Regions from separate parts of the Mus musculus genome. Here region 2 is linked to region 1. A link is a contact called in public promoter capture Hi-C data. All regions are on one chromosome and are shown on one strand. Each heading gives the region's core, a stretch centred on a gene start, on an enhancer-like site or on the middle of the called end of the contact. The rest is flanking DNA. Distances are from core to core; before and after follow the strand shown.

What was found. Promoter capture Hi-C pulls out the DNA fragments that hold promoters and counts their contacts.
Region 2: a contact with region 1 is called in a promoter capture Hi-C map of cranial neural crest. The contact joins the enhancer-like site here to the promoter of Actr5 in region 1. A contact is called at or near these places in 6 of 39 promoter capture datasets (3T3-L1-derived adipocytes, the C10 cell line, cranial neural crest and 3 more) and 3 of 115 datasets of contacts at active chromatin or transcription factors (SST interneurons, embryonic forebrain and pro-B cells).

The regions. Positions count from the first base shown.
Region 1 is chr2:158,623,586-158,626,285 of GRCm38.p6, reverse strand. Actr5 (ARP5 actin-related protein 5) reads right to left here and starts at 1,373. Exons shown (of 9, transcript NM_175419.4): 1 at 770-1,373. The coding sequence starts at 1,144.
Region 2 is chr2:160,803,844-160,806,590 of GRCm38.p6, reverse strand. The region is part of intron 2 of Zhx3 (zinc fingers and homeoboxes 3); the gene reads left to right. Among named protein-coding and RNA genes, the nearest start is that of Zhx3, 68 kb to the left of the region's middle. Within about 2 kb of position 1,295, at least 70 of the 459 cell types and tissues checked have an H3K27ac peak or open chromatin away from gene starts, as enhancers often do. A contact at or near this core is called in 3T3-L1-derived adipocytes, where this site is marked.

The sequences.
Region 1 (2,700 bases), core at 124-2,623:
CATGAAATGCAAAAATAACCCCAAATCCTTACGCAGGACAGAATTTACTTTTGAACTCTAATTTAAAACACGAGGTCGTGGAGGGAGACACTCAAGGCCAGACACGAGGACTAGAGAGAACACATTAGAACCCAACTCTGTTTCCCAGCACCTAATCTCTGACTCCAGTCACAGAAGATCACCTGCCTAAGGCACCTACACTCTTGTACACATTCTCACACATATAACTTTGAAATAATACATCTTTTAAAAGGTGCTCACGGGCCATTTTAAAGAATACATTTCATCTCTATTGGAGATTATTTTGGGAAGCCAAAATAACATGATCAATTTAAGCTTTTCGTAGGTCTGTCTGTCTGTTGGTTTTTTGTTTTTTTAAGATAAGGTTTCTCTGTGTAGCCCTGGCTGGCCTTGAACTCACAAACATCTGCCTGCTTCTGCCTACCGAGTGCCCGGATTAAAGGGCCGTGAACCCATGCCCGGTTCATTTTAAGTTTATTAAGTCAAGCTTTGGCTAAACTGTTAACTGATAAACCCCGTTGGTTTTATCTTCAAAATACTTCCAGGATCGGACTGGTGCTGGTAAAACTCATCTCACTTGGACTATTGCAAACTGGACCCTTGTGCCTGAGACAGCCCATCCTCTGGAAGATAAAGACTTCGTGGTGTACCCTTAGCTCCTAGCACAAGGCTGACGAACTTGTGTTCAATACCCTACTGCCTGGCATGACGGCTGAAGCCGAGCGCGCCCTGCCCGGCAGGCCCTCACCTGCGAGGAGACGCCGAGGTGCTGGAAGCTGTAGTCCAGCAGCAGTTCCTGCAGTTCCAGGTTGACCGGGACGTTGCGATCGAAGGGCGAGCGCAGCATCCAGCGCAGAGGCTCCAGGCTTCCCAGCGCGTTGCCCACCTGCGGCCCCGGCCCGCCGCGCGCCCCGCCGCGGCCGCGCGCACACACGGCGCGGAACTGCAGGCGAGGCTCGGGACCGGGGTCCGGCCCGGGGCACGCCCACCCGGCCCGAGCCTGGAACGACCCGTTGTCCAGCACCAGAGGCACCGGCTGCGACCCGAAGGCCACCGGCCCGGCTTCGAGCACGGGATCCGGAGCAGAGCGGGCATCTCGGAAGCGGAACACGTTGGCCTCCATCTTGGCCAGCGCCGGTCCCGCCCCGAAGCCGAGTGCGTCACGAAACCCCGGGCCGCGTCTGAGTCTCTGGGCCCCGAAGCGTCCGGAAGCCTCCTCCTTACGGGAGGACTCGCTGGTTTCAGCACCTGATTCCCGCCTGGCGCTCCAGAACTTTCTGTGGGTTTCTATTCCCCGCTGATCCAGGCCTCAAGTCCAACCGTAGCTCCAGCTTGTCCGCAACAGCCTCCTTGTGGCCACGCCTCTTCGCGCTAACTGGCTGTCCACGAGCCCCGCCCCCAGCTCCGAACATGGAGGCGTAGCCACGCCCCTTGCTCTAACTAAGGGACCAAAGGCTCCACCCACACTGGGCTGGACTCCGCCCCTCCCTGTCCCCTTACTCTCCCTTGGTCTCTGTCTGCATAGCCTTGCAGATCTAGCCCTTAGTTTTGTGACCGTGTTAAGCTAATCTCCTTCCCCTTTGACTTCTTTTTCTGTTCATTTGTTTATTTATTGCGTGATGGGTGTGGGAGCGTGCCAAGATGCCTGTTCTCTTCACCCAATAGGTTCCAGGGATGGAACTCAGGGCCCTCAAGGGCCCAGTCAAACTCCAAACTCTGAGGTACTACTAACTTCAGTTTCTGGGAGTGGCAGCTAAAATGAATATTTAGTGAGTTTGTAAAAATTCATCAAGCTGTCTACTTAAGATTGAATATTTCACTTTTTGTTTTGTTTTGTTTGGTTTGCTTTTTTGAGACAGGGTTTCTCTGTGTAGTTCTGGTTATCTTGAACTTACTCTGTAGACCAGGCTGGCCTCGAACTCAGAAATCCGCCTGCCTCTGCCTCCCAAGTGCTGGGATTAAAGGCGTGTGCCACCACTGCCCTGCTTTGTTTTTGGTTTTGTCTTTGTTTTTGTTTTTAATCATGTCGTTGTATCTCATGCTGGCCTTCAACTCTCAGCCATCCTCCTGTTCCAGCCTTTTATGTATTAGGGTTATTGACATCTCACACACACACACACACACACACACACACACACACACACAGATACACACACAGACACACCAGTTTACCCCTTGTTTTGGAGTGCATTCTATAAAAGCTTCTGGAATACAGAAGAGGATATGGGAGATAATTTTTTTGAGACTGGATCAAGTGGGAGATAATTTTTTTGAGACTGGATTAAGTGTCTTCATTTTATCCATTGCCTGATTGAACATTTGACTGAATTCCTACCAGGACGGCTCCACCCGATAAGATTGCCCTGAAAGCCTGCTGACCATCCTCCCCTCTCCCACCCACCACCCAGCTTGCAGCTGTTGTTTGGGGCTTAGACACCCTGATCACCACTCCAGCATTGTTTTTTTTTTCTCTTTCCTCTTTCCCCAAGCACGCCACGACAACTCAAGTTTTCTGTTTTCTTGATTGCTGTATTTTCTTTCTTCTTTTAAGCTTTAGCCCTGCACTTTGAAGGCTGGTTTATTTACATGACGTTTTAAGAAAAGTGGCAAAAAAAAAAAAAAAAAAGCCGGCCTTGGTGGCGCACGCCTTTAATCCCAGCCCTCAGGAGGCAGAGGCAG
Region 2 (2,747 bases), core at 46-2,545, 2.2 Mb before region 1:
GAATATTAAATAATAAGTTTCCCCAGGCTGTGGTGCTGGTGCCTGTGTGTAAGGAGAGCAAGTCTCGCTGGGATGAAGGTGACTTCTGGGCACTCTGTAGAGAAAGTGGGAGTATTTCCCTAGCCTGATTTATTTTCAGCTGGACATGAGGTATTCTGCTAGTTGGTGTTGGCAGCTGGCCTGGTACTGTCGATAGAGCTCCTATTTGGCTGCCTTCTCTTGCTAGGTTGGGGGTTGGGTAGCATTGAGCCTGCTACCTTTTTCTGTTGTGTGATGGAGGGGTATCATAACATGCCCAGCTGCATGTTGTTCCTGGGTTGTTAACCGTTATTCTTCCTTCCTCTGTCTTTCCAACATCCTTTGATTGCCTCTTGTGTTACTCCCATTGTACTTAGAGAGGTAGGTGAGAAGTGAGCTCATGGCTTATCCCTGTTGCCCAGCTCATGGCACTCGCTGTTCTGTTTAGTCACTCATCTTTTAGATAATAGGATTGTTTTCAACAGTTACAACTTTAAACTTCCTAAAGTGGATGAGGGACTTCTGGTGGAGGCTTTCCAACAGCCTCAGGGTCTGAAAAGCTTTCTTACAGGACAGACCCATGGAAGGCTGTTTCTTATCTGTCTTTCCCTTACCTGGCTGTTGATGTATTTTTCATGTCTGCTTTAGAAAGGCAGCCCCTTCCTTGTTCTTAAACTTGATGAATAATACAGTATGTTTTTATACCTCTAGCACAGTTAAGACAAATAAACTGTAGTTTTGTAGGGACTTTTCTTAGCTTTTTGATCAATGCCAAATCCCTGTTGACAGGGATTTTATTTTAAATTCAACTATGTAAATTTTACCCATCAGTTAACTGTAAGATATTTAATTTTTATCTGAGTATTTAAATTTATGAACTGAAAAATATTCTTATATATGAGTTTTTTACATTCTTTTCTTGCAAACAAAAGACTTGAGGTCACCTCAGTTCTTCCACAGTAAATATGCCTTTGAAAAATCAGAATAATTCCTAACATTGGAAGCCAGAGACTGTTTTATGTAGTTTACAATAGTAATTTTGCACAAATGATTTCAGGTTAAAATTGCATACTATTTATTCCCACCCATTTCCTTTATTGGCTGTGACACACAGGAATTACGCCCATTGCTTAACTAACCTTTCTGACCTTTTGTTACTTGGCTATAAATTGACTTGGGTCTTTTGCAAAAAAACACTTGGGGGGGGGGATCTTTTTGTTAGAACCCAGCCAATTCCTGCTTCAGTGCAGAACAGTTTGTTCTCTTGAAGGAATGAGCCAGTTCAGTGAGCAGAAAAACACAGCCATAAACTGGCATCAGCAGGGCCTGCAAAGATGATTGCCCATGGTCATTCCACAAAGCAAGGGACTCGCAAAAGAATGAGGTTTTGGAGAGAGAAATATGCTTTTGAGCTCCACTGACTTTAGGTAAATATAATTGACTTTCTAAAGTGAGTTGTGAACACATGAAAAGGGTTTTCTTCCTGTGCTCTGGTGGACATGAACATTTTAACTATTTAAACAGGAGTATAGTGGAATGCTCTTCTGCTGTTCCATTGTCCCCGTGACTGTGCTTGGGCATGAAGAGGTGCACTTCACCAGATCTGCCCAGCAGGGTGGGAGCAGCTTCTGCTCTGCATACAGACACTTACTGATTGATGGCACCTTGGAAGGCTTGAGTGCTGGCCCACCCTCCAAAGAAGACGCTGATGGCAGCTGATGAATTAGAAGAAAACATGAAACATTTTACACAATTGTGAGGCAGATATAATAATAGAAAACACACAAATCACAGTATTTGACAAAGTGATTGGTAGAAATGAGGGCATTTATAAGGGCTTTTTTTTTTTTTAGCTTTTTGATCAGTGTTGTTTAAGATTGTTAGGAGACTATTTAGGAGTTTGCTAGATGGAAGGGTCTCGTTGCTGCTTAGCTTATCCTGCAGTGTACTCAAGAAGCTTTCTTTCTTTAAAAAAAAAAAGTTTCTGGGAAAATATGGCTTTAAAGTTATGGAGTAATGAGACCCTCTGGAATTTAAGGTACTAGTAGAATTACACTTGGAACTAACGTTAAGAGTGGGGAAGGGAGCGAAACGAGCTGACTATAGACTGTGTGCTGTACATCTCAGTCATGGCATGAAACAGCCTAGAATGTCTTCTGTCGGCACTAGGGCTGAAGATATTCCAGAAACCAGAGATTGCCTTGGCAGAACAGGGTGAGGAAAAGTACATTTGAGCATAAAAAAGGCAGATTGAACCAAACTAAGGAAGGGCCATAATACCAGGCTGAAGTGGTTTCTGCATGAAGTCAGTAGAGATAGTGATCCGTGTCCTGGGAAGGCAGATAGGTTGTGACTTGGACGACCATATGGGAAGCACAGGTGCAGGTAGTGTAGGTCACTGAAGTCTCTGCAGCAAATAAGGAGAGGACACTGCTCAGGGATGACCTTGGTGGAGAAAGGAGGCAGGAGGCAAGAAGTCTCCTGAACTTTCAACATGCTGTCAAAGACTCATATACACACACTATCATGTCCACTGTAGTAGACTCAGTGCTGTTTCACTCCAATATTGTATCAGAGAAAGCCGAGGTTGGGGAGATTCCGTGTTTCCCCAAACCTAAGTATCCTGTACGAGGAAGCAGCTGAGTCAGAGTTGGAACCCAGGTTATCTGTCTTCAGACATAATGACATGCCCACTCTTGGAGAGGACCTGATGCAGCTGAGCAACCCAG